2 separate regions of the Mus musculus genome follow, and region 1 is linked to region 2. Evidence: chromatin contacts called from public HiChIP or PLAC-seq data. All regions are on one chromosome and are shown on one strand. Each heading gives the region's core, a stretch centred on a gene start, on an enhancer-like site or on the middle of the called end of the contact. The rest is flanking DNA. Distances are from core to core; before and after follow the strand shown.

What was found. HiChIP or PLAC-seq counts read pairs in DNA pulled down with a chosen protein or histone mark.
Region 1: an HNF4G HiChIP or PLAC-seq map of pancreatic cancer cells shows a contact between it and region 2. The contact joins the enhancer-like site here to the promoter of Pbk in region 2. A contact is called at or near these places in 1 of 39 promoter capture datasets (the HPC-7 cell line), 2 of 484 Hi-C or Micro-C datasets (the G1E-ER4 cell line and group 2 innate lymphoid cells) and 3 of 115 datasets of contacts at active chromatin or transcription factors (embryonic stem cells, extraembryonic endoderm stem cells and pancreatic cancer cells).

The regions. Positions count from the first base shown.
Region 1 is chr14:65,854,209-65,860,989 of GRCm38.p6, forward strand. It overlaps Ccdc25 (coiled-coil domain containing 25), which reads left to right. Exons shown (of 9, transcript NM_145944.5): 6 at 2,216-2,319; 7 at 2,486-2,688; 8 at 5,962-6,007. Among named protein-coding and RNA genes, the nearest start is that of Ccdc25, 20 kb to the left of the region's middle. Within about 2 kb of position 1,318, at least 36 of the 459 cell types and tissues checked have an H3K27ac peak or open chromatin away from gene starts, as enhancers often do. A contact at or near this core is called in the G1E-ER4 cell line, extraembryonic endoderm stem cells and pancreatic cancer cells, where this site is marked.
Region 2 is chr14:65,802,976-65,809,231 of GRCm38.p6, forward strand. It overlaps Pbk (PDZ binding kinase), which reads left to right and starts at 2,936. Exons shown (of 8, transcript NM_023209.2): 1 at 2,936-3,159; 2 at 6,240-6,256.

The sequences.
Region 1 (6,781 bases), core at 68-2,567, 50 kb after region 2:
TTTGGATCATAGTCCATTTTAGTGAGCATGAGTCTGGGGAGAGCAGGAGGAGGAGGAGGCTTGTCAGAGAACTAGATGCTCATATCCCACACCTCTTAGTTTTACTGTCCTTTCTGTCTTGACACTTGACTTTCCCTTTCCTTGAGTAGGAAGTCATCCAGCTCTGCCTAAGACTTTTGGCAACATGGCAGTGTTGATAGCTAAGGAGATGTGTCTGCTGCCATCAGCTGTCAACAGACTGTAAAACTAGAGGGGTTTGGTTCAGTGTTTTGTTGGTTTTTTGTTTTAAATATATTTATATGTGTATGTGTTTTATTTGCATGTATGTCTCTGTGCTATGTGTATGTCTGATGCACTTTGAACCCAGAAGAAGTTGTCAGATTCCCTGGAACTGGGGTTACAGACAATTGTGAGCTACAATGTGGTTGTTAGGAAATTGAACCCAGATCCTCTAGAAGAGCATCCAGTGTTATTAACTGCTGAGCCATCTCCCCAGCCCCTTGTTTGGATATTTTGAACTGGAATCTTGATATGTAGCCCGGGCTAGCATGGAACTCACTGTGTGGCCCAGGCTGGCAACTCACAATTCTCCTATTTCAGCTTCCTGGGTCCTGGAAGTATAGGTATGTTTAACTATTTCAGGTTTAGAGCCAGAGTCTTTGTTTTTTTTTTTTTTTTTTTTTTTTTTGGTTTTTCGAGACGGGGTTTCTCTGTATAGCCCTGGCTGTCCTGGAGCTTACTTTGTAGACCAGGCTGGTTTCGAACTCAGAAATCCGCCTGCCTCTGCCTCCCGAGTGCTGGGATTAAAGGCGTGCGTCACCACGCCCGGCTTAGAGCCAGAGTCTTTAAATCACGCTTTTTCTTTTCTCCTTCTCTCCCATGCTTTTCCTTCATTTAATTTGTGAAGGTTTTGAGTCATTTGACTCTTGTCCTCCTTCCCCACTGACCTGGGTGGTCTGGGAGTGTCCTTATCTTTCAGGAGCTCTCAGTGAGTCCAGTGTGCAGTGTGAATTGGAAACAATCACCTTATGTGTTTTAGGCAGTAGCTAAAAATACTGGGCTTGGTGCCTGTGTAATTCTAGATAAGATTAAATCTAATGGAAAGGTCTAGAAGGATGGTTATGAGGATGGGGGTAGAGGTTATGAGGGTTGAGAGAGGTGTGGGTTTAAATGATTGAGCTAATAAGTTTCTAGGGGTAGGATGTAGACCTAGATAGAAAGAGAGAACTGGTTTTAAATGAAGTTGGAAGAGGCCCCAGAGCACACAGCTGATAACAGGCACTGGAGTTAATGATTACACAAGGAGAGCGAGCTTGGCAGCCTTCCTTCATGTAGACTGGTATCTTCAGTCTCAGCCCAGGCAGCCCTAGTTACAGACCCGGTGGGCAGACTACGAAGCTTAAAGTTTACCTTTAGGAGCCACCAGTTTCCAGCTCCATAGTCAGCAGGTGGTTCTGAGGGAGGACGCTTTATTTTATGAGTAGAGTAAAATCTCAGATCTTCAGTTACTGAAGTAAAAAATGAAATAAGCAAACTGTTTATTCTGTGTTCCAGCCGCTTCCACAGCCTTGTTCTTTTCCATGCCCCTGGCTTGCAGAAGACCCTTGGCTTAAAGAGCTGTAGACTCTTTATTCTTGGCTTGGTTTCTTCTTAATGTCCTTAGAGTGTATGGGTTCTAGAGAAAACAGAGGGGAAGAGTTGTGACACGGGATTATTCCCTTCTTTCCTCAGCCTTCTGCAGTGACCTGTCACACAGCAGAGAAGGAGCTAGGCCTCAGGTTCCACTCTTACTCAGTACCAGAGGACAGTGCTGAGGACCGAAGAGAATTGTGAGCTTGCAGAGGACACCCCACTGGCAGCTCTGTAGTTACCAAGTTCTCTCTGCTCAGTACCAGAGGACAGGGATTGAATTTGCTGGGTTCTGCTAAATCGGCTCATTTCGGTTCAGACTCAGAGGTTTTATTTAGGGGAAAAGGCTCCACTGACAACCAAACAAGCCTTCGTAAACATGTTGCTTTCCTCAGCGTCAGGAGCCAGGGCCCTTGCTTTTTCTACTCTAATACTTTGGCATAATGGTCAACTTCCCACTGACCTTTCATACTTTGGGACATTGGAAGTGAGCTCTTAAGCCTCGTCTGGGGTGGATGAGGTTTTGCTGTGGTGAGGGCTACACCACTCATGTTTCCTGCCTGCTGAAGACAGTCTCTCTTGGCAGGCTGCAAGATGAACAACGTTAATGTGGTTTACACGCCATGGTCTAACCTGAAGAAAACAGCTGACATGGATGTGGGGCAGATAGGCTTTCACAGGCAGAAGGATGTAAGTGTTCATATACTGTGGGAGGCAGGGCCTGACCCTAAGCTGAGTGTCCTGTGTGTCCTATGGGTGTTAAACTGGGTGGCTAAAGCCCTGGAAAGCCAAAGCCTTGCCCTCTTAGGTGAGAAAAATAATTAAGGCTAAGTACTTTCCTTTATTTCCCTCAAAGGTAAAGATTGTGACGGTAGAGAAGAAAGTGAATGAAATCTTGAACCGATTAGAAAAGACCAAACTGGAGAAGTTTCCAGACCTTGCAGCAGAGAAGGAAGGCAGAGACCGTGAAGAGAGGAATGAGAAGAAAGCCCAGATTCAGGAGATGAAAAGGAAAGAGAAAGAAGAAATGAAGAAGAAAAGGGAAATGGATGAACTTAGGTACGCTGGGGAGGAGGCCTTGCTGTTCACCTGGGTGCTCCCCACAGGTTCTGAAGATAATGCCCCAGTGGCTGGAGGCCACATACAAGTTAAGAGTATTGACTGAGTTGTTAAAGGTGGTTGTGATGATGTGGTGAATCCCCGTGTTACAGAGGTGTTGGGTGTCAGTGAGCAAAATGAAAGGTTTTACCTCACCGTAAGCACCATGGGCTGTCCTCAGATGCCAGCTTGTTCTTTTTTTTTTTTTTTTGGATTTTTCAAGACAGGGTTTCCCTGTGTAGCCCTGGCTGTCCTGGAACTCACTTTGTAGACCAGGATGGCCTTGAACTCAGAAATCCACCTGTCTCTGCCCCCCAAGTGCTGCCAGCTTGTTCTTGGGGAAAGAAGAGGTGTAGGAGTGTGTAGTCTGAGCAGCTGGGCTGCTGTTACCATGATGTGCAGCCGGGCACTCAGCTGCTTTCAAACCACTGTGCAGTCAGGTACTCACAGCTGCTTTCACGTGCTTTTTCTGCTTTTCGGAAGTTGAATGTGTTAATGTGACGAGACCTGCTTCAGTAGCCTACAGTTTTAATTAGCAGGTAAATTATATTTTGGCTCTTGACATCTTAGTGATGGTGGCCATGAGAATGCTGACTGTATCAGTTTTCTGTTGCTTCTAGAACAAATGGTCCCAAATTTAACTCCTCAAATCAACATTCAGACCTGCAAGAAGTCCTGACTAATCAAAACAAACGAGAAGTCAGCAGGGCAGTTCTTTTCTGGAGGCTCTAGAGGCGACTCTGGTTTCTAGAGACTGCCCACATTCTTCGGCTTGTTGCTTTCTCTGCTTTTAAAGAGCCATATGACTAGATCAGACACACTTGCACCATCCTGTCATCTCCCTGTCATAGAGAACTGTCACATGTGCAAAGTGTGTGTCCACAGAAGACAACATGTCTGTTGCTTCTAGAGATTTGGATGAGAAAGTCCTGGGGTAGGGGAGAGCTTTGGAAGCATCATTCCACTGCCGTGCTGAATATGTGTTGCTGCACTTGAACCGGCCCAGTTGCCCTGTTTGTGTTTGAGTGTGGTTAAGCATCTGCCTCCTGAGGGCTGGGATTACCGACACGTGCCAGCTACCTCTTGTTTTTCTTTTCATTTTTTCTCTTCCTCTCTTTGTGTAGTGCTAAGGGATGAAGTAGGGGCTCATGCACGGGGCAAATGCTCTAGCACAGTTGTCCTTGTTGTGACTTGCAGTCACAGAACTCCTAGGTTTCCATGGATGCCATTTGTGATATGTGCAGCAGAAAAGACACAAATGCGGGTGGCATCAAATTAAAAGCCACCTATCTGCCCGTGCTCTGACCCAGCTTTCTCTGAATACCCTGGGTTCTTAGGAAGCTTGCTGGGCAGGTGCGAAGCTGCTGCGATTGTATATGGTCAGGTGTGAGGTACCTGCTTGTGTTCCTTCCTGTCCAGGTTCTGCTGAATCAGGAAGTCTGGCTTCTTTTAAAGTTGAGCATTCAGATGGCGAGCTCAGGGAATGTTGTCTTGCATTGGTCTGCTGACTGAAGCAGGCAGATCCATAGACTTGGATATCTGATATTGCCTGCAAATGGGAACCTGCTGAGGGTTGTTAAAATGGCTCACTCCAGTAACATTTGTGAGTTCTGGCAAGCAGCATTTGCAGCTGTCTTAGTTGGGGTTTTTATTGCTGTGAAGAGACACCTTGACCACAGCAACTCTTACAAAGACAAGCATTTACTTGGAGCTTGCTTATTGTTTGAGAGGTTTAGTCCATTCTCATCATGGTATGAAGCATGGGGGCACACAGACAGGCATGGCACTGGAGGAGTAGCTGAGAATTCTACATCTTGAACCCAAGGCAGCTGGGAGAGAGTGACATTAGGCCCGGCTTGACCATTTGAGACCCCAAATCCCCACCCCCAGTGACACACTTCCTCCAGTGAGGCCACACCTCCAAATACTGCCACTCTCTATGAGCCTTCAGGTAGGGGGTGTGGGTGGCATCATTTTCATTTAAACCACCACAGCAGCTAATTCTTGGTTTTAGTTTGGAGTAGGGGAAAACTGAAGAAAATATGCCCTTCTGTTTCCTTCACATCTTTAACTGCTTTGTTTAGAAACATGGTTGTCTTGTGTTAGAAACACGACCTCACTTCATTTACAGCTTGCTAAGGAGGAACGGCTGATACGTTAACATTTGCCATCTGACTGACACTCTTCTTGAAAGTGCTTCTTGCATGGCCTCATTCAGCAGTGACGTAGTTCTGTTACCTGGATTTGTAAAAGGAGAGTGAGAGCCTGAACAGCACCTAAGCATCTTGCTGGGAGTTATAGCTACGTGTGTCGTCTGATTCTCAAATCAACACATTACAAAGCTCTGTTGTCTTCTAGCTGATTCATTTTATACAATATTTATTCAGAATGAGTTGAGTAATATAGAGATTCTGTGATTCGTGCTGGAGGTAGAGCTGCCCTCTGACCCCCACGGGTATGCTGCACTTACCCACATACACATAAGACAATTTCTTTTTTAAGTTTCAAGCAGAAGTGAGGAGGCTTTGAGTGAGTGAGTCAGTGAGTTTGTTTTTTTTTTTTTTTTTTTTTGAGACAGCATGTCTCACACTTGGTGGCTGTCTCCTACCGCAGCCTCCTGAGTGGTAGTTTTGTAGGCATGGGCCCAGATGACAGGCATGAACTTAGCTGGCTACTTGTGTTTTAGTAAGAGCTCTTTGCCTGGTGGGTTATAGAGGGACCCAGAGGCAGGGGAGCCAGAAGTTAAGTGATTGGCAGTGGTCCAGACCACGGATGAGGCTTGGACTCCGTGAGAGGGAAATTCACGGTAAAGTTGTGGTTTGATGTAGTTTGGGTTGAGGAGCAAGGGCTGAGAATGGCTCCTAGGTTTTCAGTGGAATGGACAGTGATGCTGTTCTAGGCATCAGGAGAACGAAACGTGTTTGTTTCCGTAGGGGAATAGATTTTGAGTCGGATACAGACCAGAAGTCTGGAACTATCTTTTAGGAATCTCAAAAGGTGTTGGGGTAGTTTGGGTTAATAGGGAGTACAGAGGAAATGTGACCTTCAGAGGGCATGCTTGTGTGCTGCTGTCTTCAGAGTGGGAACAGTTAGCCCACTGAGCCTTCCACCAACGTGGTGACTGTCTGTGAGAGCTTGTTGACATAGTAACCTCATTTGGGTTTTAGGGTGCTAATCACCCACAAAATGCTTATGGAGAAATAACCTCAATTTGACTATTTTCTTTTCTTCTAGGAGCTACTCATCACTCATGAAAGTTGAGAATATGTCCTCAAATCAAGTACGTTCACATTTCTTGCTCTACTGTTGCACCTTGAAATATTTAACAGAGTCTTCAGTAGTTGAGTTTTCGACTGTCGTAGTGTTGCAGATTGCTTACCATGATTGGCAGCTAGTATGGAAGAGGAGGCTGAGTGTGTGTGTGTGTGTGTGTGTGTGTGTGTCTGGCAGGCATTAGCATCCTGCCCCGTGTTCCAATGTTTGCTTTTACATGGTCACTTTAAAGAAAGGGTCGGATAGCTCACCTGCTGTGAAGGGTAGGCCTATTAGTATTACATGGTGCACCAGTCAGCTTTCCCTTACTTCAGCACAGTGCCTGAGAGAATCAATTTAGGAAGAAAGGAGCTTTATTTTGACGTGGGATTTTAAGAGATTTGGGTCTACAGTCAGTTGCCCTGCTGCTTTCTGTCCAGTATTAAGGCAGCATCATGGGAACACAGGAGAAGGTGAGCGGCTTGTCTTAGAGCAGCTGGGAGCAGAGGGGTGAGGGGGAAGGCAGGAGGCCCAGCACCTGGGAAGGCCGTGCCTCCTCAGAAACCTGACTGTCTTCACTCTGGACACCACTTTTAAATGTTCTGTCTCCTAGAGCCTGGACTAGAGAACAGGCCTTCAGCACGTGGCCTTTGGGGACAGACCCAGACTGTGGCACAGCACTGTAGTCAAATTTTTTTCTCCTTTCTTAGTTCCTATTCCATTACCAGGCTTTGGAAAAAAAAAGGAAATTAATAAATTTCCATTTATTAAAATCCTCTACTAATGGTGCTGTAGACTTCAC
Region 2 (6,256 bases), core at 1,686-4,185:
CTATGACAACTGACTAGCGGGTAAGGTTTTGAAATTAATGGATGCATTTCACAGGCAATAGCAATAAACTTGTGATGATCATGTGTTTCTGGGGTTAATCTCTGGGGGTTCTTTTAACAGGTCCAAGACTGGAAACAGAGCAGGATAGTTGTAACTGTCAGGCAAGGGCCTTTATTTTCACTGATTCTTTAGCCTCAGTTTATACCGTGCCAATAATTTCATCTCCCTGGAGGGTCTTTTCACAAGCAGTGGTTAATTAAGAAGCTTTTGGGGTCTGGCTTTAGGCAGAATTTTATTATCTACTAAGAAAAGAACACAGAAGGCTTGTAAAAACCTAAGACTTAATAAAAACATAGAACAGTATAGATATTTAATGAAGGTGAGGTATATAATACCACGTTTACACTCACAAAAAATTATTAAGATAGGGCTGAAGAGTTAAGAGTGTTTGCTGCTAGCCGGGTATGGTGGCACACGCCTTTAATCCCAGCACTTGGGAGGCAGAGGCAGGCAGATTTATGAGTTCGAGGCTAGCCTGGTCTACAGAGTGAGTTCCAGGACAGCCAGGGCCACACAAAACAAACAAATCACAGCAAAAGCTAAATATGTGTGTGTATCCTCACGAAATACAATCACCATCATTTAGCTTTTATCATCTCTATGATGGGGGTGGGGTGGGGGGGTGGGGGGTTGGCAGTGGTGTGGGAGAGAAGGAGAGGGCTCCAGAGCTTCTGGATTGACTGGGTGCCCTAGGCAAGAGGAGGGTCCTTTTCTTTGTCAACGAAACAGGCAAAGGAAGGTTTCAGATGCAAATGGCTTTGACTTTGATGGGTGAACAGAGGGCAGGAGTCTGTGAGTGATCTCCATTTTATCTGAATAGCTGTGTGTGACAGAGCTCCTTTCAGCCTGCAGGATGGCCTCTCCCCAGCACAGATTTCCAACAGTTACTTAATTACTATAGGGCAAGGAATAAACAACACATTTATTTTGCTTGAATGATGTCAGATAGTTCTAAATTGAGCAAAATCTCCCGCACTTAGAAAAGAAATCTCGGTGCTGGAAGTTGGCTCAGCAGCTGAGGGCACTCTGGAGGGCTCTTCCCAGCCTGATCTACATATCGGGTTCTGGGTCAGCCAGGGCTACATACTAAAAAAGAAAGAGAGAAAGAAAGAAAGAAAGAAAGAAAGAAAGAAAGAAAGAAAGAAAGGAAGGAAGGAAGAAAGAAAAGAAGGGAGGGAGGGAGAGAGAGAGAAAGAAAGAAAGAAAGAAAGAAAGGAAGGAAGGAAGGAAGAAAGAGGGAGAGAGAAAGAAAGAAAGAGGAGAGAACTTGTAAGTGAAAACATTTGAGAAACTGAATCATAGAAATAAAATAGGTATTAGTGCCAATGAGATTGTGAGACCCCGACTTAGAGCGTTTCTACCTGGAAGGTAAGGCCCCTGGACGTTCCCCAAACTTGTTTTCCCTGATCTCTAAAAATGCAGCCAGAAAGAAGCTCTTTGTTCTCTATAGCCAGCAAAACGCCTTTTTTGTTTTTGAGCCTTACAGCCAGAGATGCGATAATTGTAGGAAGACCTACAAGGACATGGAGATAGACGACGCTGGAGAGGAGGCTGCAGCTCATCACCCCCCCCCCCCCCCCCCCCCCCCCCCCCCCCCGCCAGAAAGAAAAGGAGCTGTAGCCAACTCTCCTCCCAACTCCTCCCAACTCTTCCCAACTCCTCCCAATTCCTCAGCTAGCCCCCTACTGTCACCACTCAGGGTCGAACTCCCCTGCCCTACATGGCAGAGGGACTTTGTCCTCAGCTAGCTGATAATAAAACCTCTTGCAGTTTGCATCAGGTGTGGTTTTCTCTCGGGCCACTGGGGTGCTGGCCAGCTCATCCCGGGACTTGAGCGGAGGCCCAGCTTCGGGGGTCTTACAAGATAATGTCAGTAGACAAATGAGTGTGTTAATGTATATAAACACATGAATACATACGTGTCATGCCACTGTGTGTACTTCTGTCTTCATAAAGAAGATGTCCCTATCTATCTGGCCTCAGACTGGTTGAATTTCTTTAACCGTTTGAAGAGGTCACAATGCGGCACAGAGCGTTCCTGTTGAGGAGGCCTCTTGGTGCTTCTTGTATTACATTGTATGTTTTCTTTTTTAAGGTATCACATGGTCTCTGAGCCACATAGTAGGTATGGGAATGTCTTCCTGTTCTCCTAAACTTAATTCATTTTTCTTGTAGAGAACACAGTAGATTATGTTATGCAGTGGGCACTCAAGTGCAGATACCTGACACCCAGTAGGTGCTCTGAAAATATTTGTTAAGTAGACTGTGGTAATTCCAAGAATTAACAAAACTGGGCCAGTGAGATGGCTCAATGAGGATAAGAGCTTGCTGCCAGAGCCTGGCCTTCTGATTTAGATCTCAGGAATCTAAGGAGGGAAGGAGGGAGCCAGTTTCTGCAGTTGTCCTCTGATCTTCCCATGTGGGTAGCAGAAACACACACACACACAAACACACTAACACAGCAATAATTTTTTAAGTTAGCAAAATTTCAAAATATTCTATATTTATTCTCAGCCTCAAATAATGAAAATCTACACATTTCTAATTAGTGTTTTAAGGACACATATATCTGCAATAAAACTTCCTAGTTGCATATTCTGAGCAGTGTTTGTAATTTGGGTAATTTGCCTTCAAAACAGATATATATTTTGTTTTTCCGCCAGCATCTGTCTGACACTTGCTATGTCTTTCTAGCCATCGCTCTGGAAGATTTCTTCTTTTAGGACTAAATCAAACCTGGAAACTCCAGTAAACCTGGGAGGACTGTGCGAACGCGTGAGTTTTGACCCTAGTGCCGCCCCGTAGTCTTCTGGCGGGACCTTTGAAAAAGCGTGCTTCTTACACACCGCGGCGGTTACTGCGAGTGTTGGCGGGAGGGAGCTGTTCCTGCATTTTCTGGAGCGAGTCTTCTGACTGCTTTTAGTTAGAACTCCAGTGCCCCTCGGCGGGCCGCGGCCTTTGAAAATGCGCGCGCCCTAAACGCTGCGGCGGTTACGCTGTTGGCGGGAGGGAGCTGAGCCTGCACTTTCCGGACTAGGTGTCCAGACAGCTTTGAGCCAGCCCGTCACTTTCACCTTTTTACCCGAGCGTGCGAGCGTGGTAAGGGAAAGCCTGGCCGACTCGAAGGTGGTTGGCAGACTGGGGGTCAGGGGTGGAGCATCGAGGACCTGAGGGGAGGGTCGCGGACGGGAGGGACGGGGACGAGAGGGAGGCTGCCTCCACTGGAGGACCTGGAGGAGATCTGCGGGGAAGAACAGCAAACTGAGGGTACACAGCGGCTAGGGGAGGACCCAGGGAGATAGTGGATGGAGAATAGGGGAACCCCTTGGAGCCATCGCACACCTCCAAGCCCCTGACCCTGAGCTCCTTTATCGCGGAAAGTTTGGGGGTTCAGGGAGAAAGTCACTCCCTTCCCCATGAAGGAGGAGGGGGGTGGGGGTGGGGGGAGGATTTCTCTGCTTTTAAGGTGAGGCCACAGTAGAAAAGTGGCCTGTGGTAGGGCAGTGACTCATTGGGTACAGTCTGTGCCCAGCATGCATGCAGCCCTGGGATCCATCTTCAGGACCCCAAAACCTGGAAGCAGTAGTGAGTGCCTGGGGTCCCAGTAACTAGGGAATGGAGACCAAAGAAAGGACAGGGAATATGGCTGTGGGTAGAGTTTTATACATGGGATTACTGGTATTAAAAAAAATATGTTTACATGCTTATATGAAAATTCATAGTGAAACTCGAAATCATGTAGAGTTAGCATATGCTAATAAAAAGATACTTTTGAAAAGCCAAGCAGTGCTAATATTATAAAGTTATGGGTGGGGGACGCTGGAGTCTTGATTCATTGGTTAGAGCCTGCAGGGCTTTTGCAAAGGCCCTGAGCTGGTTGCCAGCACCCATGTGGAGTGGCTCACAAACAACTACATGTCATTCCAGAGGAGGCCATCCTTCACTTCAGGCTCCTGTACTGTTGTGCATAGACCACCCACCCCTGCCACACACACATAGGTGATGGAAGGTGTATAATGAAAAGTCAAATCTTTTTTTTGTTTTGTTTTGTTTTTTCGAGATAGGGTTTCTCTGTGTAGCCCAGGCTGCCCTGGAACTCACTCTGTAGACCAGGCTGGCCTTGAACTTAGAAATTCACCTGCCTCTGACTGGAGTACTGGGATTAACGGTGTGCGCCACCACGCCCCTGGGAAAAGTCAAATCTTAAATAAGCAGTTCTCATGGTAACCAAGCATGTGACCTCAGTGCTTGGGGATTGAAGCAGGAGTATGTCGTGTTGGATGTCAGCTTGGTGTACACAGCCAGTTCAGGGTAGTCTAAGTAATGGGGAGACCCACATAAATGGGGCTTAGAAAGCCCATCAATAGATGCCCCAGCTCTGTCAGATGTGCCCTTTGAACCCCAAGCCTAAAGGTGATATGGGTTAAAGAAAGTATAGTTATTTAACAATTAATGCCTATGGAATGTATATGCAGATCTACGACAGTATAGACTAAGGCTCTATCTCAGCCAGGAAAGAAAAGTCCCATTAGACAACTGAGCTGGGCGGGACGTAGGATATTTTGGTACAAACAGGGTAAGTGGAAGAGAGGCATTTTTGAGTGTCCAGAATATGAGGGAATGCTGAAATGTTTAAGCCTAGGTATTTTTTTGTTGTTGTTGTTGTTTTGTTTTTTGTTTTTTTGAGACAGGGTTTCTCTGTGTAGCCCTGGCTGTCCTGGAACTCACTTTGTAGACCAGGCTGGCCTCGAACTCAGAAATCCACCTGCCTCTGCCTCCCAAGTCCTAGGATTAAAGGCGTGCTCCACCACTGCCCGGCTAAACCTAGGTATTTTAATCTTTGAAAAACACACTGTGCCCTTTGTATCCAGTCCTCAAGCTGTGGTGGCAAGGACAGTCTCCAGGCTGCTCTTTGCCAAGGATTTTGCACGAGACCCTTTCTCATCTAGCAGCCCAGCTTTAATCCCACTGCTGTAGATAAGCCCACAGGGTCATGTCTTCAGCTCTGTTCCAGATCTGTATTTGCCTGCCTGTTCGACCTTTCCACCAAGATGTCTAATAAAGCGTCCAAAAATGAGCTCCCAATCTCCAGAACCCTCTTTCGTTTTTTCATTTGTTTGTCGCCACAGTTAAGCCATCAGGAAATAATGGCCGTTTCTGGACAGCTCTAGACATGCGCCATCAATGGAATCTGTGTGTGGCTTTCTCTGTCTGGTTTCTTTCACCTGGCATGTTTTCCTGGCTCATTTGTGTTGTACAGTAGCAAGCTTGTTACTTTTTGCTCTGCATTCAGCATCTAGTGGGTACTTCTGTTGTCTGTCTGGACTATTAGAATAACGCTGCTTATATGCATGGGTTTCTGTTTTTGTTTTGTTTGTAGCAAGGTCTCCCTGTTGCCCAGGTCGGTCTTAGCCTCCCGAGTGCTGGTATTACAGGTGTGCATATAGGGCTGTCTTAAAGGATGATGAGACGTTTGTAACTGGTGGGAAGTATGAGAGGGAGACATAGTATTTACCTTTTGGTTTTGTCACTGGGGATTGAACTCAGGTCATGGCTTTGTGCATGCCAGGCTGACTCTACCCATGAGCTACATTCCTAGTTTCTGCTAACCTTTTAGAACTAGGTAGTATTTTTTTTTTTAAAGATGTGACAAGATATCTTCACCCCACCCCACCCCACCCCACCCCAGCCCAGCCCCATTCGCTTCGGGTAGTTTTTTTTATTGAAGTTACATATTTAAAAGTTTTTAAAATTATAGTTGTTTCTATATGTATTGTATATGTGTGTGGGTAGATGTATGCCACATAGTGTGTTTGGTGGTCAGAAGACAACTTGTGTGAGTTGGTTCTCTCTTTCTACTAAATGAGATCCAAGAATTGAAGTCAAGTTGACAGGCTTGGCAGCAAGTACCTTTACTAAGTGTCTGAGCTATGCCTCTGACCGCTATATATTGTATAGTTAAAACCACAACTCCTACTCAATGATAGTATGACCGTGAGTAAAGTCATTGTATCTCTGGGCTTCAATTTTACTTTTATAAATAAAATTGGACTATTTGCTGAGGTCATTTTTAGGTCTCAAATTGTATATTTCTGTGATAAAATGATGTTATGGGATTCTCCTCACAAATGAGAGTATTTTAGATAGTTGCAATATAACTTTGCTTGTTTTCATTATAGGACCTAACGTGATTGCT